Regions from separate parts of the Mus musculus genome. Here all the other regions are linked to region 1. The links are chromatin contacts, called in public Hi-C, HiChIP or PLAC-seq, Micro-C and promoter capture Hi-C maps. All regions are on one chromosome and are shown on one strand. The core of a region is the stretch at or near the end of the contact, and the rest is flanking DNA. Distances in the headings are between cores, read along the strand shown. Region 1 holds the start of Adra2a (adrenergic receptor, alpha 2a). Region 2 overlaps Gm31301 (a long non-coding RNA gene). Region 3 overlaps Gm31301 (a long non-coding RNA gene). Region 4 has its middle 36 kb from the start of Gm31301. Region 5 holds the start of Rbm20 (RNA binding motif protein 20). Region 6 has its middle 74 kb from the start of Gm31301. Region 7 overlaps Rbm20 (RNA binding motif protein 20).

Region 1 (3,334 bases), core at 308-2,807:
ATTCTGTGCTCTCTGGTTCTCCGTGATCTTCCTGCTGCTCGTCTGAAGAAAGAGTTCGGATGGCACAGTGTATCTGGTGCGACAGATACTCCTGCCTGAGTGCTTAGAAACCTTGCCATCTACTGCCAAGCTCCTACCTTTCTCACCAGAGAGAGAACATAGAAAACACCCTTTCTTTCTTGGCTAGCACCCTGCCCTCACCGACAGATGCTGTGCAGATGTGTGTACTTATCTGTGTATTGGGGGTGTAGGAGAAAAGGCCATGTAAGTGGGGATAGAGTCTAATAAGATGTTTTTCTTTCACGTTTAATTGTACAGATGTGTAAGATACTGTATGTTAATTCAATATTACACACAGTATGTAATGACCAAGTCAGGATAGTTAACTTTTCTATTTCCATAATCAGAAACCCCTTTTTGACAAACACATAATAATCCTATACATTTGTGGAGTTCAGTGTAATACTTTAATTCGTGCACACAGTAGGTACTGATTAAAACAGCGTAAGGCTTACATCTACCTATAATGTCATGGCGCTCTTCATAAAGTAGCTGTGCCTCAACTAATGCTTAACGGTTCCCAGTAGTTTAAAGCCAGGCAAGCAGAGAGGAAGATCCAGGACTCTCACATCTGTAGAAGGTTCCGAGCCTTACTCTCATCAGAGGTAGATCTATACAACCTGAAGATTTCTGCATCATGACATAGTGCAGTTTGAAATCTGTCCGTGTCCCCTCCCCCCCCCCCACCCCCGCCGCCCCAGCTTAGTCCAAACTTGCCCCCAAGATAGGAGAAAAATGGAGGAAAGGACTCCAGAGGAGCCTGGAGCCCTTAAGTCGCTTTCCAGCCGTGACGACCAGCGGCCAGCAGGTGTCAGTGCGCTCTCGTTCTGTCATGGCTCAGGGCCTACCCCTCCAGGACCCTTCCCCACCGCCTTTCAAAGGGGCGCAGTGCAGAGTCCAGGCCTTGAGAGTCCCGGCAGCTGCTAGGATAGGAGGCCTTCTCTTCCCTAAGTATGGATAACTCCGGCCTGGTCTGCTCTCGTGGATGCTGGTCCATTCCGCTCCAGTGGTTCCTTAGGAACCCGCACACGCTTACCTCTCCGGGATCCCTTTCATCCCAGTCACCAGAAGCACCTGCGCTTGACCTGGGGCGGGGCTGCTCGCCAGCGACTCTTATGCCACTCTGCATCTCCTAATTCGGGTCCCAGCACCCTGGCACCCTCTTCTGCTAAAACCCAGCTAGATCGGTGTACCGCTGGGCGCCTGCTACTGTCTCCTGGGCCAGCTAGTAGCCGAACGGCCAACTCCCAGCAGGGGCCGCTCCCCACTCCTTAGGCTCTCTCTTATTGCCCCTCGCTCCCTGTACCCGTCTTTCCAAAAGCCGGGTCCCAGAGGCAGCGCTCTCCCGGGTCCGACTCGGGTGCGGGCTCTAGACCTAAGGAGGGGAGGCGCGAGGGGCGGAGGAGGGTCGACTTCCCACGTGGGGGCTGACGCCGGCTGCTCGGCAACGCCGGCTTCATCCTGGGGCTATAAAACCAGTCCAGCGTAGAGCGGCGGAGCAGCCTCGGCTCCCGCTTCCGTGCAGACGCCCAGCAGCCGGCGCACACCGCCCAGCCACCCAGCGCCTCCAGCTCCAAGTCCTGCGGTCCTGCGAAAACTCACGCGGCCCTCCGACCCCCGCCGGGTCTGTGGCGCTCAGCGCCCACCCAGATCGCGGCTAGCAGCCACCCTTGGCTCCGCCGCGGCTCCTGGAGAGCCGGTCGCTCACCTAGCTTGGCCCTGAGGACCGAGGTGGTGGTGGTGGGGGTGCGGCTTCATGCGGCCCCCACACCCTTCACCCCACCGCCGCCGCCCCCGAGCTCTGTGTACAGAGTCCCAGCCCCAGCAGAGCGCACAACTTTGGAAGTCCCGTGGGGCTCCTAGAGGAGGCAGAGTCCGCGCCTTCGCCGGAGGTCCGGCCCAGCCCTCGCCACCCCGCCTGGAGGGTAGCGACGGAGTTGGAAATCTCTTCGAGGGTATAAGAAGACAGACCTAGGACTCCGAGCCCACACCAACACCCCTCCGCTGCCTCTTGGGGTAAGACTTCATGCTTTCGCTCAGCTTAAGAATCAAGGTATAGATGACTAGCTAAATGCATTTGTATAAATTTCTGACATCTTTCCAAATCATCAGGCCACCGATAATTTCTTTTCTCTTTTCTTGAAGAATAAAATCTCTAACCACCAGCTGGCCCTACTCGATCCTGCCGCTTAGAAATAAAACTTGGCTGTGTTTGAGGAGCTGGGAGAGAGAAAGCACCCACCCGGAGCGTCGGAAGGACGAACCGGTGCCAGTTCGCGGGCTCCAGTCCATGGACCACTAGCGGTCCCCAGCTTGGGCCCGAGCTCCCTGCGGCCCTCTTCCTTATGTGAGGCGCGGCGGGACGAACCCCGCACCGGAGGAAGAGGAGGACCCACGGACGCGGGGCCGGAAGGCAGCTGGCAGCAGGCCCACGAGAACCAGCACCCGCGTTCATGTTCCGCCAGGAGCAGCCGCTGGCCGAGGGCAGCTTTGCGCCCATGGGCTCACTGCAGCCGGATGCCGGCAACAGCAGCTGGAACGGGACCGAAGCGCCCGGAGGCGGCACCCGAGCCACCCCTTACTCCCTGCAGGTGACACTGACGCTGGTTTGCCTGGCTGGCCTGCTCATGCTGTTCACAGTATTTGGCAACGTGCTGGTTATTATCGCGGTGTTCACCAGTCGCGCGCTCAAAGCTCCCCAAAACCTCTTCCTGGTGTCCCTGGCCTCAGCGGACATCCTGGTGGCCACGCTGGTCATTCCCTTTTCTTTGGCCAACGAGGTTATGGGTTACTGGTACTTTGGTAAGGTGTGGTGTGAGATCTATTTGGCTCTCGACGTGCTCTTTTGCACGTCGTCCATAGTGCACCTGTGCGCCATCAGCCTTGACCGCTACTGGTCCATCACGCAGGCCATCGAGTACAACCTGAAGCGCACGCCGCGTCGCATCAAGGCCATCATTGTCACCGTGTGGGTCATCTCGGCTGTCATCTCCTTCCCGCCACTCATCTCCATAGAGAAGAAGGGCGCTGGCGGCGGGCAGCAGCCGGCCGAGCCAAGCTGCAAGATCAACGACCAGAAGTGGTATGTCATCTCCTCGTCCATCGGTTCCTTCTTCGCGCCTTGCCTCATCATGATCCTGGTCTACGTGCGTATTTACCAGATCGCCAAGCGTCGCACCCGCGTGCCTCCCAGCCGCCGGGGTCCGGACGCCTGTTCCGCGCCGCCGGGGGGCGCCGATCGCAGGCCCAACGGGCTGGGCCCGGAGCGCGGCGC
Region 2 (3,334 bases), core at 342-2,841, 510 kb after region 1:
AAGAAAGTTAATTTATCCAGAGCAGTAGAACCAATTAGTGACAGAATTCAGACTAAAACCTAGTTCTCTAGCTTTCTGTTCTGTCTCTCCACTGTGATGGGTTTGCTGATGCTCCTGTGACAGACATTATTTAATTCATCTGACTCTCCATGCAGTGCTTATTAAAACGTGCAATGTGCTGTGTAGCTGTTTGTTCTGAGTAGAAACATTTTGTTCTGGAGCAAGGATGGAAACTCCCAAGTCTCAGAAGACTGAAAAACAGGACAGAACAAAACAAACAAACAAATGAATGAAGGAACAAACAAATAAACTTCAACACAAAGAAGCTCAGAAAGTTACACTGTTTACAAGGCCCCTCCCGACACTGCACCCATACAGCTGCCTGCCAGGGAGGTCAAGAGCTCCAGGGACGCAGTGGTGCAGCTGCCTAGAGTTCCCTATGGTAGGCACTGTGACCTCAACAAAATCACCGGCTCACTAAGGGGGACTTAGGTGGGATCGTGCTGTGTCACTCACGCCCTATTGGGGAGAATAGACGTTTTTCTTTTCCATAACTCCCTGGATAAAGTCTGCAGCAAAAATCTTCCTTTCTACCCAGCAACACTTGCAGTATCATTACATTGAGAGTGAAATGTATTTTTGTGCTCACATGGGTCTGACACACAGTAGGCTTCTCTGTGGTTACCAGCACACCGATTCACAATACTGTAATCAATGGTTTCCCGTGTTATTCAGAGTCACACGTCTTAGACCAGCTAAGAAACACAATGGCGGCATAAACTAAAGCAGGCTGGTCTTTGGGAAGAAGATCAAGGCAGCCATGGCCAGGTTGAAGCACCTTACACGCCCCCTCCCCGCTCCAACCTTGTGCCTGCAGGCTCCCATCATCCTTCAGTAAATGCAGGCTGTTAGCTGTGTACAAGCAACTCAAGCTTCAGACCCCTAACAAGAAGACTTTGCTGCCTCCTCCATCAGTGTTTCCTCTTTCCCCTCGGCGCTGAAAATTGGAAGAGACAAGCAGCGATGTTTCCATTTTATTCAAACTCACGTTTGTTTTCCATCAAATTATAGTTTTCTCCTTAAATGGGTGTATTTTATTTCTTGGCTCGTTATTTATTATCATTTCATTTATTTTGAAGTGGAAACTTCAAGCAGTTTGATTAAGAGATTAAATACAGTCCCTTTCTAGAGCTAAAAATAAATGAGCAGATCTAGGTGCCGGGGGCATTAGGTTTTGAAATATTTGGGGTTGTGATCAGATCTCTAAACACATTGTTGCCAAATGCTCCCCGCTTCTTTCCAAAGTTTAAACACATGTGTATTTAAAGGGTAAGGCAATACAATGTTTTCAAAGCCAGTGCTGAAATACAAGGACTTTGTAATGGCCTTGTCTTTAAAAGGTAAAAAATGAATGAAACCGAGGGGCGAAGAAAAGCTGGTGTAGAAGATAGAAGCTTTTGGTCTTCATTCTCTACCCATCCCTTCACAGTTCCAGAGAGGAAGTTTGTCAAATGCTTTCACCTCTGTCCAAGCAAAGTCAGTCCCACAAGACAGGAACACAAGCCCGGCAAGATGCTCTGTGCTTTACATATGGTGCCAATTTACTCTTAAGAGTCATTCTTAGGTGGGGGAATTCTTGGCTTCTGAGACTCAGAATTCATCTTTCTCAGTATTTCAGAGAAGAAAATTACAGAGAGGGTATTTTTACATCAAGTCTGATTAATTGTGAGGACTGTGGACTTTTAAAAGAATTGTTATTGAGTGTGTTGGAGCTGAATCCATATGTGAGATGCAAAATATATATCATGTGAGATGCAAAATATATATCATGAGGCATTCACATGATTGCCCAGCTCAGAGGCAAAGATGTTTGCCAGGTAATCTGAAAAGTATAAAATTGACAGCCCAAACCCATGCAGAGGTATAAAGGGGTAACCAACTCCAAAAAGTTTCCCTCTGATCTCCACACAAATGCTATAGATGATAGTATATGTCTGTATACATGCAGTGATAATTAAAGTTTACATAATGCACATACATGCTACATGAAAAAAAATTATTTTATCTTAGGCTGCTGAAGAAAAAAAACTAAGCATAAAAGAATATTCAAAACAGTGTTGTGAGTGTATGTGTGTGTGTGTGTGTGAGAGAGAGAGAGAGAGAGAGAGAGAGAGAGAGAGAGAGAGATATGAAAATTATTAGGTTCCTATAGGCCTAGCAATGCCCATCTAAAAGCATCCATAAAGTGTCCTCTGAGAACCAAGAGTTAGTTGGCAAAATTAAAAGAATGAATATAAATTGTTACAGCAAAAAGAGCGTTCTTTTTTTTTTTCATGGAAGGAAAGCCTATCTTCTTGTGCTAATGGAAAAAAGTTGCCCCCCCCCCTACACACACAAAGAGAAAGAAATGTACATGGGTTAAAAATGACTTTAAAGAAATAAGAAATAAAGTAGAACAAAGAAAACTTACTACAAGTATGAGTTCTGGTGAGTCTTATAATCTTATTTAAGCCTCAGCTAAGTATTTATTGATCACTCTAGACACATTTGACAATCCCTCCATTAAATGTCTTGGGTGGCCCAGTAAAATCTGGAACAATATAAATCAATGGCTGGAATCAAGCAGACATTAAGACGTCTCTTAATGACATTGAGAGATTTCTGTAATATTCACATCTCAGGAAACACAGCAGACTGAGAAATTACCATCACTATGAAATCACACTAATGGACTCATTGTGAGATGGAAGGTTGACTCCAGATCATGTGACCCACCAGAAACAATTGCTATCTGCTATCTCCTACTTTATATCCTAAAGTTTCTCATTGGGGGAGATTGCAAAGATGGTGCATGTAGCTAGAGGAATTAATATGATTGATGATTTATATGCTGAAAAATAATCATCATTGTTTTTGGTAGCGTGGAAACCAGAGAACAATAGGGCTGAAGAATTAAGCTGTCATCTTCCACATTGGGTCAGAGCAATGGGTGGCACCTTCTTCCCATCAAGTCACCATGGAGAGAAAAAATGCTATAGTCCCTAAGGTTGATTCTAGAGTTCAGTAGAGGATTCCAGAAAAATATAGTGGCAGGTTAAGATTCTCTCTCATGCACTGTGAATGCCAAGTTTTTTTAATTGGCCAAGAAATTTCCAGGAAGCAAGCAGAGCTGGAGGCAAAACAGCAGCAGAACACATCTCAGTTTCCAAGTCAGCTTTGGGAAAACATTGGGAAGAAGGCTTTAACTGTTAGGATTGAGACTCTGGGTACAGAAAGGCTAAGCATGAACTTCAGCAATGTGTCTACATGCGAAGGACAGATGTCACCTAAAGCC
Region 3 (3,334 bases), core at 493-2,992, 420 kb after region 1:
ACACACTCTCTCTTCTGGCCTTCACACCATGATCAATGCATGTGGTGTACATACATGCATGCAAACAAAACACTTATACACAAAACAAAATAATAGTAGCGATTAATGAAAATTAAAAATATGCAGAAAGTTTCTATTAATAAGAAAAACTACACTGGAAAGATGATGCCCCTAGAGGAAAAGATACTATTGCCCTCATTCTAAATCCCTATAATTTATAAGTCTATTTGAAATACTTATCCTCATAGCCAGAGCTACTTGTAGCTCTCACCCCTCATCAGTGTTGCTTCATTTAAATAGTACAGCAGATGGAGACTAAGAAAACCACAACTGGTCAAGCTGCAGAGAACTGCTTTACCACAGCTGGTACATCTATAGCTCAACTCCTGTACCAAAGGCTCAAGGAGAGACATGGAAGAAGGGGAGGGAAGATTGTGAGAGTCCAAGGACCAGGATGCTTGCTGTGAGGTGGGCTCTTCTACATGTGTCAGGAAAGTTGTACTCATAAAAATATTAATAATGGAGCTGTCTAAACAAGACCTTCATAATGACAATATCAGTTGACATGTGGAGTGAGGAACTTTCACAAGGCCCTATCCCTAGATGAATAGATCTAGGCAATCAATGACTTCTGAGAAATGAAAACAGTCTCTTTTCTCCACAGACAAACCTTGTGATAGTTTATCTAATCCAAAGTGGTCAGCTCTGAACACAAAAGCAACACTAAGTGGACTCAGTAGGTTCGGTCTGTCTGTCTGTCTGTGAGTGTGTGTGTGTGTGTGTGTGTCTGTAAACAATAATGATGTCATGGATTTCAGAGGGGCTGGGGGTGACATGGAAGGAGTTGGCTGGGGACAGGGAGAAATAGAAATGGCATAAATACAATACTCATGTATGAAAATATCAAAACAATCAAAATAAAGATGAAAATACTAACGAATATGAACAGGCTATTCACAGAAGATATGTAAGTGGCGAAAATGACATAAAGAAAGAAAGAGCAGTTACAAAGCAATTAGGCACAAGTTTCCCTTCTAACTTGGATGGTCAGGAGGAGAAAAGAAAGTTAAGTTGAAGAGGGCAGGGAAGAATCCCAGTGTTGCTGATGTCACTGAAATGCTGCCTCTAGAAAATAGTCTCAGAGTCTCAAAATCCTATTTTTACACTCCTATTTGGTAATTCTAAATCTAAAACATTTCCCTAAAGTAATTCTCACATTTACAAAGAAAAATACTCATTGCAATGCTGCTTGTTACACGGCAAACTGGAGACAGGTGCGTGACTAACTACTGCATAAAGTGAGCTGCTGTGGAACACGATTCACCCGTGAAAAATGAAGCAATCTTAAGAAGGACCCCGAGGACGTATCTTTGCCTTTAAAGGCAGCTTATCAAAACAATGCAAGTTTAATCCCATTCCTGTCAGAAAGGAAACAAAACAACAATAGAGTTCTCGATGTAAGCACCGCATAGAAATGTGTAGAACGAGATGGCCACATAAACACCAAACTACACTGAGCTGCTGTATCTGGGGGATGCTGTGAGATGTCTGGGGCTAAAGAGATCTGCAGAATATATGCAGGAGAATATGAGCAGATAAACTGTGTTATTAACAAAGCTAATTATACAATGAGAAAACAAAAATCCAAGGAAGGGCTCGTGTCTCATGACTCAAGAAGCTTGTGCCAAGTACTGACAATATGTTGTATAACTGTACATTCCTCCTTCCAAGGAAACTTCTTATTTTTTTTGAGGTGCTTCCTTGGAGATGCGGAGGCCAGAGCACCCATCCTTTTAGCTAATTAGGCACAGTTCTTATGCTAAGGGATAACAGATGTTGGGTCTCACATGCAAACATTGGCTAAGTTAAGTCAGGTCTGACTCATATTAACGTTTTGAAGATACGTTGTTCTCTTCTTACCTCGATTAAATAAGATGTTGGGCATTTCAACTCTCCAGGGCTGTGAATTGATGGTCCTGCATCAGATTTTCTTCCACATTATCTCTAGTTCTCTATCTAATATTGATCCCTCCACTGACTAAAATCTAGCCTTTGGCCAGAAACAATGAATAATAATTGGACTCTTAATTATACCATCAAACAAATGAGCTAGCAGAGACACACACATACCAAATCTAGGATTGCTCAGCATTGCATTTTTCTCTGCAAAACAGAAAAGTTGTGCTGAATTGATTTGGGCAAAGCTTTGCTCAGGGTGATTACTAATATACAGATGCCTATTCTAGAGCCTCTTGATGGATGCTTCCCAATGTTCTGTTCTTATGAGTTTACCAGAACTAGCCAAGCAGGGCCAACTCTCCCCAGGACTTATGTCTTCCTTGAATTTTTAAACTGAAGGTAGAGAAGTCCGAAGCAGTGGCCTGGAACGCCACATGCCTGTGCCTAGCACCAGCTTTTACAGGTCAAGTTTGAATTGCAGATGCTTCATGATGGCTTCCAGGCTTTAGTTACCCTACCAGGACCTGAAGCAGGGCATAAATAACCATTGCAGTCTCCCCCTGGAACAGCTCCCTGTCTTGTGATCAGCAACATAGATTAGATGGGGGTTACTGAATTGTAGTGATGACCTAACCTACTTAACAACCATCAGAAAGCCCCGGCGTGTTGTGAGCACTGTGCTAAGCCTGGCAAACAGTGGCATATAAACCTCGCCTTGGATGGGCTTACAGGCCTGAGATGACAGGGACCTGGCAGCAGGAAGCACAGGCTCCCCAGAGCAGCACATGGGGGTGCTTTGGAGTTGGGAGATGAGAAAAGGCTTCTCTGAGAGAGATTAAGGCATGGGATGATAGAAAGATGAGATTATGAACCCAGGCATGAGGGGTGGAGGAGTTAAGGAGCACTCAGCCTGTGCTGAACATTGATGAGCACCTACCTTCCACCCTACAATGGCTCCGGCTTCCGTCGGTTGGCCACCTTGATTAGCCCACTTACTTAATCCCTGACCATCACCCCAAGTCTTAAGCCAGTTCTGCACCTGCTCTCTCCTCTCTGTAACACAGAAGGAAGCCCCCTGGCTCTCTCCGTGATGGCTCCATTTCCACTCTTGGTGACTCACCCCCTCTTCATGCATCTGTTATCTACCCAAATGACTTCAGTAAAATAACAGAAGTCACCCCGCATCTCAGTAATTCCTCCCTTTCAGCTGCCATTTCGTGTGTGCAAAGCCATGCCCTTGCAAAAGCACAGGGCACTCATCTTCCTGAAGCCACCCAGGGATGCTAAGTCATCATAATGGCCCCACTTACTGTCTTTGCTTTTGGTAATAAGGACAGTCAGGAAGCCTTTCTTTGAGCCACCTTTTTTTTTTTTT
Region 4 (3,334 bases), core at 242-2,741, 380 kb after region 1:
CAGGACTGTGGCAGAACTGGAATGTGGAGAATTGATCGTTCACATTTCAGAGGAAAAACATCCTGAACTTCTCAGCCCTATGCTACTGTCCCTGTACTGGGAGAGAAAGCTAAACTGCAAACTGCAAATAAGGAATGTTCAGAACCCTAGAGGGAAGGAGATGAAGCTTGCAAAGTCTCTTATAAACCAGCACCCAAGAAAGACCAGAAAAAGAAAACCTTGGAGAAGAGAGCCAGCCGAGGCCTCCCTCACTTTGCGAAGGGCTCGTTCCTCAGACCCTCCGGCATCTCTTTATCATGTCCTACCATGACCTTTTGCAAGGCCTGGACTTATAATGGGTAGAGATAAGATGGAGAAGGGCCCCCACTCTTGTGTCATATGTATTCATCTGGGGGTGGAAGTATGTTAAGAAAGTTAACAATGACACTTGAATAGCATTTTTATTAGCTGGAGTTATAAACATAAACAATGCAGCCAGATGGGTTTACCATATACAGGAATAAAATTTGAGTTTAAGACACAAATCATCTAGTATATCTCAAATATTCAACAGACAAGTTGGCAGGGTGGGTGGGAAAGAAAATGAGGTGAAGGGTCTTCATACTGGACACAAGGGTAGGAGTAGGGTAATGGGGTAATGGGAAAATGATCATGAGATTTCAATGCTACTCCACCCCATTTCTATGTTTTCTGAGACTGAGTTTCACTATGTTATCTTATCACTACATTAACTCAATCTTTACATCAGCTTCTTAAGAGCCAGGGCGACTGGTGCATAATGACCATGCAGGGCAAATGTGGGACACTGGGTCTAAGAACCACAGTAATGATCCTGCACAGATCCTGTGCTGCTTATCTGGAATCAGCCCCATGTCAACTCTGGGATGAGCAGAGCTGGGGCACTGACCCTGCCTATATGATCCGAGGTCCTGAGAAACAAGGAAGGTTGCAAGAGCTTTACAATCATCTTCACCCAACCAATAATAGGCTGGCTGACAAAGGTGGGTGTTCTGGGCTCAGTCAGTGTTTCTCAGTCAATGTAACTCTAAAGAGGCTTAGAAAGCATGAAGATGTGTGTAGACGAGTATCAATTGTACATACACACTCATTCACACACACAAACACACACACTCATGCACACACACATATACTCATGCACACACACACTCATGCACACACACATACACTCATGCACACACACACACTCATGCACACACACACTCACACACACTCATACACACTCATGCACACACAGAAACACACACACTCAAACACATACACACACATGTACACACACAAACACACATACACACACATGCACACACACATACATGCACACACACATGAGCTGGAGAGGATGGGAGAGATTGATATTACAGAGCTACTAGAATCCCATCCAACATCTGGACCAGCAGCCATGGAAAGAGAAGAGGAAGGCCATGCCAGGTGCTTATTAGAAACATCTGGATGCTGCTGCCTTTGCTGTCATAGGCAACAGGAGGCAACTGAAGTGGAAAGGCAAGTAGTGAGTGCAGAAAGGCCTCTACCCGAGGGGAGTGAAGCCAGGCTTGAACAAAGCTATCCCTGCTGTTCACCTGACCTCAGTCAGGCGGTGGTTGCCCACTTTATACAAAATTCTCATGAAGATTTATTCATTCAGGCAACCAGTATGGTTTTCTGCTCTGGTCTCAGAAGTGGGTACAATGATAAACAATCTCTTCTTGGGATCTTCTAAAAGATAACTACTAACTAATGCAAAAACAAAACATCGATGAGATGCAGAACACACAACTTTGATGTGATAGAGAATAACCAGGAAGACATTAAGCTGTAAGAGGTCAGGAAAGGGTTCTCTGAGGGGTTCACATTAATGTCACATTAGAGTCAGTATTGACATCAGAAGTGCTTTGGCAGATTCAGCAACTAATGCAGGGTTGGGGACCACAGAGACTGCAGTGCAAAGGTGGGTTTATAGGGGGAGGGTGTTGGGACATGAATCCCTATGGGCTTGGACTTGATTGTACATGTGACTCTGATTAACACAACTGACAGGCTTAGACCAGGACTATAACCTGTTCTTGTAGGTGCTTTTAAAACTGTGTGTTGACCTCTTTCTCAAAAGTCAGGTGGGTGGCTGTAACTTCATGGTTTATATACCCAGGTCCTTTGATCTATTCTATTGATCTATGGACTAGTTTCACTTCTGATACTGTTACATAACACTTAGGAAAAAAAAAAACAACTTGGGGAAGAAAGGGTTAATTTGGCTTACAATTTTTCCTGACAGTCTGTCACCCAGGGAATGCTTAGGCAGGAGCTCAAAGCAGTTAGTCACATGGGTGGCTGCTTGCTTGCTAGCTTTCTTCAGTCTAACAGGGTGGAGGACCTAGGAAATAGTGTTGCAAACAGTGGGTTGGGTTTTCCTACATCAATCAATAATCAAGATAATTTGCCACAGATCAAGTTGTGTCAAGTTGACCAATCAGCACAATCCACATGCCTATATTCTGTGCAAGTACTATGCTGGGTTTTTAACTATGGTTTTGTGCTATAACTTAAAGTCAGGTATGGTGATGCCTCTGGCATAGTACATAATTGAAATTTTTCCAGGTACAAGAAGAAGAATGGGTTAGAAAGATGTCCCAGTAGCAAATTGTTTGCTACATAAACATGATGATCTAAATTGGATCCTCAGAACTCCCAGAACAAGGTCTAGCATGATGACACATGTTTGTAATCCAGTACTGGGATAAGTGAATACCTGAAGCTCATTCTTCAACCAGTCTGACCAAGTCAGCAGGCTCCAGAACAATGGGAGAGAACTTGTTAACAAACAAACAAACAAACAAGGCAGATGGATGGTTCCCAAGGAACAAGGGCCCAGGTTGACTGCTGGCTTCCACTAAAATGTGGCTATGTGTGTATGCAAACAGAAAGGCATGCATATGCACACATACATGCATGCACACACAGAGTCATGTACTCACCCACACTTACAAAACGAAAAAGTTATGTCACTTTCTGGAAAGTGAATGGATGGTCATGGGTGATAATTGTATTAAGTGAATTATATTACTATCAGAAAGCCTGCTCATTTTTTCTCATTTCTGCTTACTAAATTTTATACAGATACATAAAATTATAAATATATATATAATGACACAAAAGTATAAATGAAACCAAGGGAACTATGGGAGAGTGAGAGGTGAAGGAGAGAAGAGGGGTGTGTGGGGTACCTTCAAATTACACTATATACTTATATAAAATTATCCTTGGGGAACTCAATATCATATGTTATGTAAAAGAGATCAGAGCAATTAAAACATCTATAGGT
Region 5 (3,334 bases), core at 334-2,833, 370 kb before region 1:
GACAGAAATTGATCACAGAAAACTGCCCGTGTCTTCAGACACCCTGTTCTGCTTCTGAGAGGGGCCAGCAAGTAAGCCATGTTTACTTGAGAGATTTTTGCTTTTTTTTTTTTTTTTCGAGACAGTCTTTCTCTGTGTCTCCCCGGGTGTCCTGGTGCTCTGTAGATTAGGCTGGTCTCCAACTCACAGAGATCCCCCTGCCTTTGCCTCTCTAGTGAAGAGCTGGGACTAAAGGCATGTGCCACCCGCCGCCACACGTTCTGTTTTGTTTGTTTGTTTGTTTGTTTGTTTGTCAGACTTGTGTGAATTGTGAATGATGTGTGTGATGTTTAATACAAATAATCGTAACTCTAATTGGCAATGAGAGAGAGAGAGAGAGAGAGAGAGAGAGAGAGAGAGAGAGAGAGAGAGAGAGAAGCTCTCTAAGGTAGGGTGGCAGAGTAGGCAGTTTCAAGGGGAAATTGACACAAGAGTCAGGAGGGACAAAAAGTATCTTTCAGAGAGTTCAAGCAGTTGTCAGGTTTTGAGACATCTTTAGAATTTTCTGGTGTGTGAAGCAGGCAGGCAGGACTTCAGGCTGTGGGATCAGCTCGCTGCCCTCTGGCTTATAACGCACGAGAGAGGAATTTGGCCGCGGGCGTCCGTGTCTGGAACACCACGGAACAGCACAGTCCGAGAGAGCACGAGGCGGCCACTCCCCGGCCGGTGCTCAGGTGCAGGAGGGTCTGCGGGAGCAGGTGTCCCCTGTCGCCGTCTCCAGCTGCTCCGCCCTCAGAGCCTCACAAGTGCGTCGCACAGCTGCCACCCCGGTGCACACGGGTGTCCGGCGCAGGTGGGCTCCGGGCAATTAACAGAGTCGGTGAACTCTCTTCCTTATCCTTTAAATTTCCAGAGACGCTGCCAATAAATATGAAAGAAACGTGTGCCTGGTTTTCTTTTGCTCTCGTGGGAAAATTCAAAGAAATGAATCCACTGCTACCCTGTCCGTCGCCTTTGGGACCCCCGAAGCGACAGCTGGAACTACCAGCGTGGTGAGCTCCGGGGCCTGATCATCTGGGCCCCGAGATCGCAGTCCCACCCACCTAGGGAAGGATGTGACAGTGTCGGGTCCTTCCAGAGGCGCTGGCTGGGCTCCAGCCGCAGGAGGATGCCAAGCCCCGGGCGCACTTCGCGCTGGCGATGTCCTCGGGACTCTGCCGGAGCCGGGCAGCCTGTGAGCTCCGGAAGAAACTACAAGGCGGCGGAGGGCGGCTGCGGGGCGGGCCGGCGTGTCGCCCTCTCACGAGGGTGTCGCGCTGAGGAGCGCCTGGCTGGTCACCCCGAAGGGCTCGCGGTGGCGGGTGGCGGCTGCTACTCACTGTGCCTCGGGTGGACAGGCACAGTTGTCCCGGTCACCCCGCGCGCAGCAGCTCCTGGGCGTCTCGCGGCTTCCGTGGCCCCGGGGACGCCCCCTGTTCCTGTCCCTGTCCCCCGCCCCCTCCGCAGCCTCTCCAGCTTGAGCGCCGGGAGGTGGAGGAGGCGGCGCCGCGGGGACTGTCTCCTCCCCACCCTTCTCGTCTCCTCCCCACGCCACCGAGAAGGACAAGGGGACTGGGCACAGGGACCCCGGCCAGTGAGCGCTTGTGTTCCGGGACCGCCCCTCCCGCGCGCTCTTTCGCTGCGAGCCCGGGCCGGTGTCGCCGCGCATGGTGCTGGCAGTAGCCATGAGCCAGGACGCGGATCCCAGCGGTCCGGAGCAACCCGACAGAGATGCCTGCGTTATGCCCGGTGTTCAGGGGCCCTCCGTGCCCCAGGGCCAGCAAGGGATGCAGCCTCTGCCGCCACCGCCACCGCCTCAGCCTCAAGCCAGCCTGCCCCAGATCATCCAAAAGTAAGAGGGAGAATGGAGTGGGGCTGGGGTGAGCCTGGGACACACACCAGGGGCCCTCTTTTGTGGCTTCATTTCCATCCTTTGCTAAACTTCGCCCGCCCCGCTTGTGTTTGAAGTGTTGTTGGCGCTCTGAGCTGGGTCGGTGTCATTCTGGCTTGTTGGTGATATTGGGTAGAACGCAGTCAAGTTATTAGTGTGTGGTGGTGGTGGTGGTGGGGCATAATTTTTGCCTTTTCTTATGTGTTCTCTTTTCTCTTCTGATGGTACTGGATCTGTTTTAACTTCATAAGCTCGAAGTTGGGGGAAATGACCCAGAGACTATTTTTTTCATCCTTCTGATCCTTAGAGACCACTGGAATGTATTACGGTGACGATGACGGGTCAAGCGTGAGTGTGAGCGCTTAGTGAAGGGTGTGTGATAAATCGCCACTGAGAACAAAACTACCTTTAGTGGAGTCAACTAGAGATTTGGGACAAAGGGAGTTGAGGGCCTGTAAACAACGCGCAAACAGTTTACAACATGGCCCTTGCAAGGAGTTCTCAGCTGCAGAAAAGGTTTCCCCTAGATACCGTGGTGAACCTCACCGTTCTTCTTTTCATTGGTTTGGTAAGCTGGGGTGGTCAGGGGTCCCAGGAAGCCCCTTATCCCGTCTGGGAAGCGTAGAGGTAAACCGCTGGTGTTTTACTCCCTCGGCTCCTTAAAAAGCATTGTTTTGACAGTTTGAGGCCTAGAATGTCGGATTGTTCGAAGGCTCTTTATTTTGCTTCAGGCTTGGTCCACCTGTGACAAAGTCCTGAAAAATAGTTTGAGTGTTTCCACAAGTCTAATTGGAACATGTAAACTCAGGAAAACTCACATGAGGAGCTGGGGTTTTTTGTTGGCTGTTCTGATCTTGGGGATTCTGTAAACTCACTACGATGCACTAAGGAAAAAAAAAGCAAACATGGAAAAGGAAATGGAAGCAAATAGTAGTCAACTCTGAATGGCTTTAAAAAGCGAGTTATCTAATAGAAAAGAGTGAAAACTCAAATTTGCCATCAATAACAGGGAGGGGGGGTGTCGCGTTTCAGGACAAAATGGTTTCCTATCTGTTGGCTGGTTGACTCCTAAAGTCCTATTTAACTTTGATATTTTACATAACTTTTAGCTACTTGCAATTTGCAACTTTTTAAAAGTGAAAAGTTTCCTAAGGTGGTCCTTTTTCCTCTCTTTGTAAAGCGGTCCAGCAAATCCTAAAGAGAACTGACACTTTATATATCTCCTGAAGTTTCACTTCGATCCGCAACGTAAATAGAGGTCAACTGATAAAAACTGCTTACATCTAAAGTCTTTTTTACTAAAGCATTCAAATTGATCAGTTGTGAATTTGAAACTATTATCTTTCTCTGTGAACCAGTGATGTGTGTACTGAAATCAGCCCGCATGTTAAATTTATCAAAACCGCTTTGTTTTTTAGTAATTAG
Region 6 (3,334 bases), core at 350-2,849, 350 kb after region 1:
GCAATCTTTCTTTTTCTGCAAGCTCTTTTCCAGTCATTTCAAGAGTTGTAGCTTGTGTGAAGTTGTTCACCATCAGAGTGCCCTTGTCTACACTTTGTCTCACAGAAGCCAGCAGCACACTGCTATCCTTTCTCCTAGCCACTGGGCCTGGCCAGCCATCATTAGAGATGTATGTGTGATGTTTCCTTGTATTTAACCTAATGTGAGATTTCTGTTTCTGACATAGAAAGGAGCTTTAAATGATCTCTTACTTCTGTATGCCTAGCTTCAGACATTGGCAATGTGGTCTTGCTTGAATGACTGGAATAATGCTCTGTCATTAGCCTGGAGATGGTTCAGAGGAGGAGAGTCAATCTGAGATGAGCAGTGGAGGTGGTCCAGAGCCATTTCCACCCGGAGAAGCCTGTGATGAGATGACTGTGCCCGAGGCAGTGGTTTAATTGGCCTCCTTCTCCTCCTCCTTCTCTGCTGCCTGAAAGGAAATCAACCTGGGACATTTGACTAGAATGTTCTCTGAAGCCTCTTTCTCAGTGTTATCTCTGAGAAGTGAAAGACACCCCTTCCCCCCTTGTGGGTTAGGTTCAAGTAAATGGGAATATTTGACACTTGCCATTTTTCAACTTCTTGGAAAAGAATCAAAGTGGGTGGGGAGGAATGATTGTTAGCAAAGCTCTTATCATCTCTGTGTACAGCACTTCCCCCAGATGTGTGTGTGTGTGTGTGTGTGTGTGTGTGTGTAGTGTTTCTTGGTTGAACAAGTTAAACTAATTTGTGATGAACCTAAGAGGGTAATGATTCAGTGTTGGCACTTAGAACACTGATGCCATTTTTTTTTTCGTCTGCGTTTCAATGTCAATTTCTGCATTCTGAAACACCCCAAGCTATGGCAGATATGCCATGATCGGGGGCGGGGTAGCTCAGGGAAAGAGCCAGCATGCAGGAGGTCCTCTGTTCAAGCTCCAGCAAAATGGAAAACAAAGCAAAAGTCTGATGGACCATCCGTGTTGTTCATGCTGCCAAGGCTTGAATTAGCGGTTTACTGGAAGTTGTTTTAAGAGAACTGAAACCTTAGCAAACCCATTTACCCAGCTGTAAAGGGTTGAACTATCTGACTCTAAATTTCTTTGCAGCTCATTGTTTGAATACTTTTAGGCTTTATAATCCATGCTGAGAAGGAGACATCCTTCAAGATATTTTCCCATCTTAGGAGCTCATCTGCTTATAATTTGTTGCCTGGCCTCCTTATGACCTGGGGTGTTGCACATCGGAGATGGCGGCAGGGCGAGGGGTACAATATGTGACTCCAAGCTCTTTCCTTTATTAGGAACGCTGACAGATAAAGACCAGTTCCCAGGTCTTCTTTATTAGTTCCGCATGATAATGTCCTAGATATGGCTGCTGTTTTCCTTCTGACTCCAACCCGGAGCTGTGGTTCAGGGCTCTGTAGAGCTTCCCATCTGATCTTGCTTTAGATTGATTCCCTATATAAAATGAGTTGACAAGTCCACTAAGCAGCAGGAAGCCCTGGGAACTGGAGTCCTATAAAGAGCTGGGTCAGGGGCCAGGTCAAGAACAAGGGATACATCTGTGTGTACTTACAGCTAGAAATCATCAAAACCCTGCGAGTGGGTGGATTCTTATGGGATAAAGGGTCAATATGCAAAAGCCAAAAGATAGAATGAACAAATGCTACAAATCAGAGTTCTTTCCCTCCAGAGAGCCGGTTACCAGACACTAAGCACTTCCTCTGCATGCTTCTTCGTGGCTGACAAATGGTAAATGGAGAGCGTTAGCCTAGGACCCAAGGTTAGGAGACAACAATACTAGGCTGATACAATTCAGTGTGTCCTCACTGTCTTTGTAGGGAAGGACTATATGCACCCTGTGTGGCTTGCCTATGGGCTCACACAAGAGAGAGAAAGACTTGTGTCCTGTTTGATACTGTGGGATCTCCTAAGCATTGCTGCTTATCCTGGATCCAGTTACAGAGCCAGCCATGCTGCTTTCCCTTCTGTGCTTGCGTAACACTCCTTTACTTGTTCTCCTGGCAGACTTAGTATAAGACTGTGAGTAGAATATACATATATGGATATACACTTATGGGCTGCAGGATGTAGCTCAGTGGAATAACTCTTTTTTTTTTTAAAGTGGCTATTTTATTTATTTACATTTCAAAGTTATCCCCTTTCCTGGTTTCCCCTCAGCAAACCCCATCCCATCCCCCCTTACCCAGCTTCTATGAGGGTGCTCCCCTCCACACCTACCCACTCCTGCCTCATTGCCCTAACATTCCTCTACACTGGGCATCAAGCCTTCCCAGGACCAAGGGCCTCCCCTCCCATTGATGCCAGATAGGACCCCTTTAGCTCCTTCAGTCCTTCCCCTAACTCCTCCACTGGGGATCCTTGTGCTCAGTCCAATGGTTAACTGAGAGTCTCTGCATCTGTGTTGGTCAGGATCTGGCAGGGTCTCTCAGGAGACAGCTATATCAGGGTCCTGTCAGCAAGCATTTCTTGACATCCTCAACAGTGTCTGGGTTTAGTGACTGCATATAGGATGGATCTCCAGGTGGAACAGTCTCTGATGGCCTTTCCTTCAGTCTCTGCTCAACACTTTGTCTCTGTATTTCCTTTAGACAGGAGCAATTCAGGGTAATTTTGGAGATGGGTGGGTGGCGTCATCCATCAACCAGGAGGCCATGCCTAACCTCTGGATATGGTCCCAGCAGGTTCTCCCTCCCCTTTGTGGGGTATTTCAGCTAATGTCATCCCCATGGGGTCTATTCTTCTCTCCCTGTACAAAGTTCAAGTCCAAGTGGATCAAGGAATAACTATTGCTTAGTGTACATAATTCCCTGTGTAATCCCCAGCATAAAACACACATGCATGCACATGTGCACACACACACACACACACATGCTCTTATACACATATATACACGTATTTACACATATATACTTATATACACATGCACTTACAGATATGCACAATGTATATACACACATATATACATATACATGCATATGCATGTACTTACACATACATATACAGATATGTGTACATATACACATATATAAGTACACATGCATATACCACAAACACATCACACGAACACATATCCAAGATCTATTTATCTTTTTGATTTATATTATTTTGATTATATATTTTAAAACATTTATTTTCATATTATGCAAGGGTCTTGCCTGCATATATGTATGTATATCATGTGTGTTCGGTGTTTGTGGTAGTCAGAATTGGATACATTGGTCCCTTTAACTGGAGTTATCAATGGCTTTGAGCTGTCATGTGGGTGCTGGAAACAGAACATGGGTCCT
Region 7 (3,334 bases), core at 486-2,985, 310 kb before region 1:
GAGCCAGACCGCATGGCACCAGCGTGTGATGCTGCTGCAGCAGGCTGAGGCAGGAGGATCCAGGCGTGAGTTGAAGGCCAGGCTGTGAAACTTGGTGAGGCCATATCTCAAAATAAAAATTGAAAAGAAAGAAGGGAAAAGAGTAATCCCTGAAACAAGCAGAGTAGAGGTCCTGCCTAGCGTGGTGAGGCCCTGGGTTCACTGCAGGAGGGGAGATCTCAGTGAGGGGCTGCTGGGGCTAGCCTCCACCACCACCACTCTGCTTTCTCCCTGCACCCGCTCTGCCCTCCCAGCTCTCATGGGATGCTACGGCCTCTTCCTGGTGAGTCCTCAGTTTCATGGAGAGAAAGCAAAACTCAACGAACACCAAACCAGATAACTTCTGTTCTCTGTTTGACAAAACTGATTTCAAGGCAAATTGTGTGGACGGGGTCATTGTTGTTGTCCTGATTTTTCTTTAGTTTGCAAAAAAAAAAAAAAAAAAAAAAGATTGAAGACCAGCCCATTTAAGCTTTAATGAAACAGAAAATGTTTCATGTCCCAATTAAAATGCCTCATTTAGTGAAGAAAATTACTACTACATTTTACATTCTGATGTGTTGTTACTGCATTTTTAAACACAAATAAAAGCTCCAGGTGTGCCAGGCATGGTGGCGCATGCCTTTAATCCCAGCACTCCGGAGGCAGAGGCAGGTGGATTTCTGAATTCGAGGCCAGCCTGGCCTACAAAGTGAGTTCCAGGACAGCCAGAGCTATACAGAGAAACCCTGTCTCAAAAAAACCAAAAATAAATAATAAATAAATAAGTAAATAAAAATGTAGGCAGAGGCAGGCTGTGGGATTGAGGCCAGCTTGGTCTACATAGACAGGGCCAAGTCAGCCACAGGTATTTAGTGAGACCACTCTCTATAAAAGTAACAGATGAAAGAGCCTCTGAAGACAATACTTTTTCTGATTGCTTGAGCTATGTTGCTCTATGTCTCACCAAGGTCAGGATGTTTGGAAATTCTAGACCACTATTAAGTCTCATCCCTGATATTTTGTAGCTGTGTTTGTTGACTTTGATCTATAGTGTCTTCATAGCTGGCTTCTGCCTCTTTCTCTGCAAAATTGTAGCACTTGGTACAGGCTGATGATCTATGGTACTTGGAGTAGGCTCTGGCAGGTGGAAAGTTCTTAAGAAATATAAACTGTTTCTGCTTCATTTTCCATACATGGTACCCATGCATCTCTGGGATAGCCTCACACCTGGAAGGTACCCACGTATCTCTGGGCTAGCCTCATACTTAGGGATATCCAATTACTGAGCTGCATCCCCTTTCTTGCCTTTCCCCAGCTCAACAGTTCTGCTAGACATTCACTGAAGGCCACGGGAAGTTGCACAGAGTACTATAAGATGTGTCTATCAGAATCAAGCCTGGTGGCGAGAGCTGTTCTGGTCTATCCTGAGCCGGAAGGGATGGGGATCCAAGCTGGAGTGTTGAGCTATCAGAAGGGTAAACCCCAGTCATATGAGTGTCCCTCCTCAGCTGGGGGTGCCAGGGTTTTGCAGCTGTTGCTCAGAATAGCAGAGGCTTGGGTGTAGCGGAGCGCCGTGACAGACCACTTTTCTTTCTCTGGCCTGACCCTTGCCTCCTCCTGGTCCTCATAATTGCCCAAGAATGTGTCCAGGCCTTTTGGTGGCTTTTGGGAGCCCTTTATAGCAGCTAGGAAGGAATTCGTGGTATTCTCATCATGTTTAAGAGCTTATACAGGACCCAGCTCATGTTGGACAGGAAATGAACTTCAGGCACCCAGAGAGACTGTGCATGGCTGCTTAACATGGCTGGTTTACATTGTAAAAAACGAACCTGTTGCCATTTAAGTGGCCGAAGAACATTCTTAACTTTACAGAGTTTAATCTGCAGTTGATAGGTTTTCTTTTTTTTTTTTTTTTTTTTTTTTTTTTTCCTTCTTAAGAGAGTGATCTATTCGGTATGACTTATTTGGAGTAGTGTGAAGGAAATGGTTTTTAATAAAAAAAAACTGGAATTGTGGTACAAATCTAGTCTACAACAGTGATCTTCTGAGGTAAATAATCTCAGATGTAGATCATAAAATAGACATAAAACGGAGCTTAAGCATTTACTTCTGCTAACCTGAGAGTCCAGAATGCGCGGTAAATATTCTGTAGTACTAGCTGCATGGCCAATTCATTTCAACTGGAAAATAAAAACCACTAGTGGACGTATAACTTCATTAAGGACACGCTAGAACGTAACTTTTACGTTGCTTCTGCTGGCCATAGTGCTGTCCTGCAACATGTCCCTGGGATTTTTACAATAAGCAAGAATTATTTATGTTATAGAGGGAGAGACAAACATACAATTTTGACTTAGATTCTAGGTAGCAGTCTTGAGGATTTGGGGACCTAGCACTCCTATCCCCAAAGTCAACCCCAGGAAAGGAAGTGAAGTTCAGGGCAGAGTTTGAAACCAGCCGGCAGGTGTTTGAGGGTGGCTCAGACTATGCCAGAAATATGCAGTGGGTGTTCATAAACGCAGGGAGGATGACGTGGGCCCAAGATACCATTTTATATCAGGCATAGATGGAATTTTATTTCACTTTAAGTTCTGGGCTATCAATAGCCCTTTCCTTTTTTAATTTAAAACATTTTTAAAGCATGTCTTCCTCATGCCTTAATCGCAGGTCAGAAATGGGCTGCTGCTGGCCCACACCTCTGCTTGCCTTTGAACCAGGACAGGAGCGACCTTCTGAAGCGGGGTCAGGTTCAATGTGAGATAAACAGCTTGTGATTCTAAACCCGTGTTGACATGTCATCCGCACTGGACAATGTGGTGTTGCTAATGCCCTCCTGCTGCTTGTGAGATGGCCAGGATTTAAATGCTGGGAGGAGGGGATGACTGGTATTTAGATGCTTGCCTGCCATGGAGATGGTCATTCCACAGCAGACACAGCACAGCAGAATAGACACTCAGCTCCTATGCGCAAAACCTAGCAAAGGAGGCAGGTAGAAAGGTTATCTTCTGTTCCACTCTTCGTTTATGTGTCTGTAGGCAGAAATGCTTTGACTAAATATATATATATATATATTTTTTTAAATCTATTTATTTATGTGGGGGACTGAAGAGAATGCCCAGTGGTTAAGATTCAAGTTTGGTTCCCAGAATTCACAGATCAGATCACAGCCATATGTAACTCCAGTTCCAGGGAGCCTAATACCTGCATCTGGCCTCCACAGGTGCTAGGCATGTGCACTGTTGCAGACACAGACTCTATGTGAGTCCCAGGTGCTGGGACTTTGAAGGAGGGCAGGTGACACAGCAGTTAGTCT

Evidence for each region. Promoter capture Hi-C pulls out the DNA fragments that hold promoters and counts their contacts. A called contact is a pair of places that touch in the nucleus more often than the background predicts. HiChIP or PLAC-seq counts read pairs in DNA pulled down with a chosen protein or histone mark.
Region 2: a promoter capture Hi-C map of second pharyngeal arch cranial neural crest shows a contact between it and region 1, with 7 times the contacts expected there. The contact joins the enhancer-like site here to the promoter of Adra2a in region 1. A contact is called at or near these places in 13 of 39 promoter capture datasets (the 3T3-L1 cell line, 3T3-L1-derived adipocytes, the HPC-7 cell line and 9 more), 1 of 15 datasets of contacts at CTCF or cohesin (pro-B cells), 2 of 484 Hi-C or Micro-C datasets (cerebellar granule neurons and nephron progenitors), 12 of 115 datasets of contacts at active chromatin or transcription factors (a beta-TC-6 cell line, craniofacial prominence, embryonic forebrain and 7 more) and 1 of 9 other capture datasets (embryonic stem cells).
Region 3: a Hi-C map of cortical neurons shows a contact between it and region 1, with 3 times the contacts expected there. The contact joins the enhancer-like site here to the promoter of Adra2a in region 1. A contact is called at or near these places in 11 of 39 promoter capture datasets (the 3T3-L1 cell line, cranial neural crest, embryonic stem cells and 7 more), 4 of 484 Hi-C or Micro-C datasets (adipose-derived mesenchymal stem cells, cerebral cortex and cortical neurons), 16 of 115 datasets of contacts at active chromatin or transcription factors (SST interneurons, VIP interneurons, a beta-TC-6 cell line and 10 more) and 2 of 9 other capture datasets (embryonic stem cells and pancreatic islet).
Region 4: a contact with region 1 is called in a promoter capture Hi-C map of second pharyngeal arch cranial neural crest, with 5 times the contacts expected there. The contact joins the enhancer-like site here to the promoter of Adra2a in region 1. A contact is called at or near these places in 6 of 39 promoter capture datasets (the 3T3-L1 cell line, embryonic stem cells, hippocampal neurons and 2 more), 1 of 484 Hi-C or Micro-C datasets (the AML12 cell line), 9 of 115 datasets of contacts at active chromatin or transcription factors (craniofacial prominence, embryonic forebrain, embryonic hindbrain and 6 more) and 2 of 9 other capture datasets (embryonic stem cells and pancreatic islet).
Region 5: a contact with region 1 is called in a Micro-C map of embryonic stem cells, with 2.4 times the contacts expected there. The contact joins the promoter of Rbm20 here to the promoter of Adra2a in region 1. A contact is called at or near these places in 10 of 39 promoter capture datasets (the 3T3-L1 cell line, 3T3-L1-derived adipocytes, the HPC-7 cell line and 5 more), 2 of 484 Hi-C or Micro-C datasets (both in embryonic stem cells), 2 of 115 datasets of contacts at active chromatin or transcription factors (fetal liver and pancreatic cancer cells) and 1 of 9 other capture datasets (embryonic stem cells).
Region 6: an H3K4me3 HiChIP or PLAC-seq map of neural tube shows a contact between it and region 1, with 4 times the contacts expected there. The contact joins the enhancer-like site here to the promoter of Adra2a in region 1. A contact is called at or near these places in 12 of 39 promoter capture datasets (the 3T3-L1 cell line, 3T3-L1-derived adipocytes, cranial neural crest and 6 more), 3 of 484 Hi-C or Micro-C datasets (embryonic fibroblasts, myocytes and uterus), 9 of 115 datasets of contacts at active chromatin or transcription factors (embryonic forebrain, embryonic hindbrain, embryonic stem cells and 5 more) and 2 of 9 other capture datasets (embryonic stem cells and pancreatic islet).
Region 7: a contact with region 1 is called in an H3K4me3 HiChIP or PLAC-seq map of embryonic limb bud, with 4 times the contacts expected there. The contact joins the enhancer-like site here to the promoter of Adra2a in region 1. A contact is called at or near these places in 12 of 39 promoter capture datasets (the 3T3-L1 cell line, 3T3-L1-derived adipocytes, the HPC-7 cell line and 8 more), 4 of 484 Hi-C or Micro-C datasets (3T3-L1-derived adipocytes, the G1E-ER4 cell line, cranial neural crest and 1 more), 6 of 115 datasets of contacts at active chromatin or transcription factors (embryonic forebrain, embryonic limb bud, embryonic stem cells and 3 more) and 3 of 9 other capture datasets (adipose tissue, embryonic stem cells and liver).

The regions. Positions count from the first base shown.
Region 1 is chr19:54,043,702-54,047,035 of GRCm38.p6, forward strand. It overlaps Adra2a (adrenergic receptor, alpha 2a), which reads left to right and starts at 1,558. Exons shown (of 1, transcript NM_007417.5): 1 at 1,558-3,334. The coding sequence starts at 2,514.
Region 2 is chr19:54,553,965-54,557,298 of GRCm38.p6, forward strand. All of the region lies in intron 2 of Gm31301 (a long non-coding RNA gene), which reads left to right. Among named protein-coding and RNA genes, the nearest start is that of Gm31301, 90 kb to the left of the region's middle. Within about 2 kb of position 1,592, at least 5 of the 459 cell types and tissues checked have an H3K27ac peak or open chromatin away from gene starts, as enhancers often do. A contact at or near this core is called in second pharyngeal arch cranial neural crest, where this site is marked.
Region 3 is chr19:54,468,464-54,471,797 of GRCm38.p6, forward strand. All of the region lies in intron 1 of Gm31301 (a long non-coding RNA gene), which reads left to right. Among named protein-coding and RNA genes, the nearest start is that of Gm31301, 4.3 kb to the left of the region's middle. Within about 2 kb of position 1,743, at least 1 of the 459 cell types and tissues checked has an H3K27ac peak or open chromatin away from gene starts, as enhancers often do. A contact at or near this core is called in cortical neurons, where this site is marked.
Region 4 is chr19:54,427,805-54,431,138 of GRCm38.p6, forward strand. No RefSeq gene overlaps it. Among named protein-coding and RNA genes, the nearest start is that of Gm31301, 36 kb to the right of the region's middle. Within about 2 kb of position 1,492, at least 2 of the 459 cell types and tissues checked have an H3K27ac peak or open chromatin away from gene starts, as enhancers often do. A contact at or near this core is called in second pharyngeal arch cranial neural crest, where this site is marked.
Region 5 is chr19:53,675,723-53,679,056 of GRCm38.p6, forward strand. It overlaps Rbm20 (RNA binding motif protein 20), which reads left to right and starts at 1,584. Exons shown (of 14, transcript NM_001170847.1): 1 at 1,584-1,870. The coding sequence starts at 1,686. It overlaps Gm46653 (a long non-coding RNA gene), which reads right to left and starts at 49. Exons shown (of 2, transcript XR_001782674.2): 1 at 1-49.
Region 6 is chr19:54,390,137-54,393,470 of GRCm38.p6, forward strand. No RefSeq gene overlaps it. Among named protein-coding and RNA genes, the nearest start is that of Gm31301, 74 kb to the right of the region's middle. Within about 2 kb of position 1,600, at least 4 of the 459 cell types and tissues checked have an H3K27ac peak or open chromatin away from gene starts, as enhancers often do. A contact at or near this core is called in neural tube, where this site is marked.
Region 7 is chr19:53,737,291-53,740,624 of GRCm38.p6, forward strand. The region is part of intron 1 of Rbm20 (RNA binding motif protein 20); the gene reads left to right. Among named protein-coding and RNA genes, the nearest start is that of Gm30943, 15 kb to the right of the region's middle. Within about 2 kb of position 1,736, at least 33 of the 459 cell types and tissues checked have an H3K27ac peak or open chromatin away from gene starts, as enhancers often do. A contact at or near this core is called in embryonic limb bud, where this site is marked.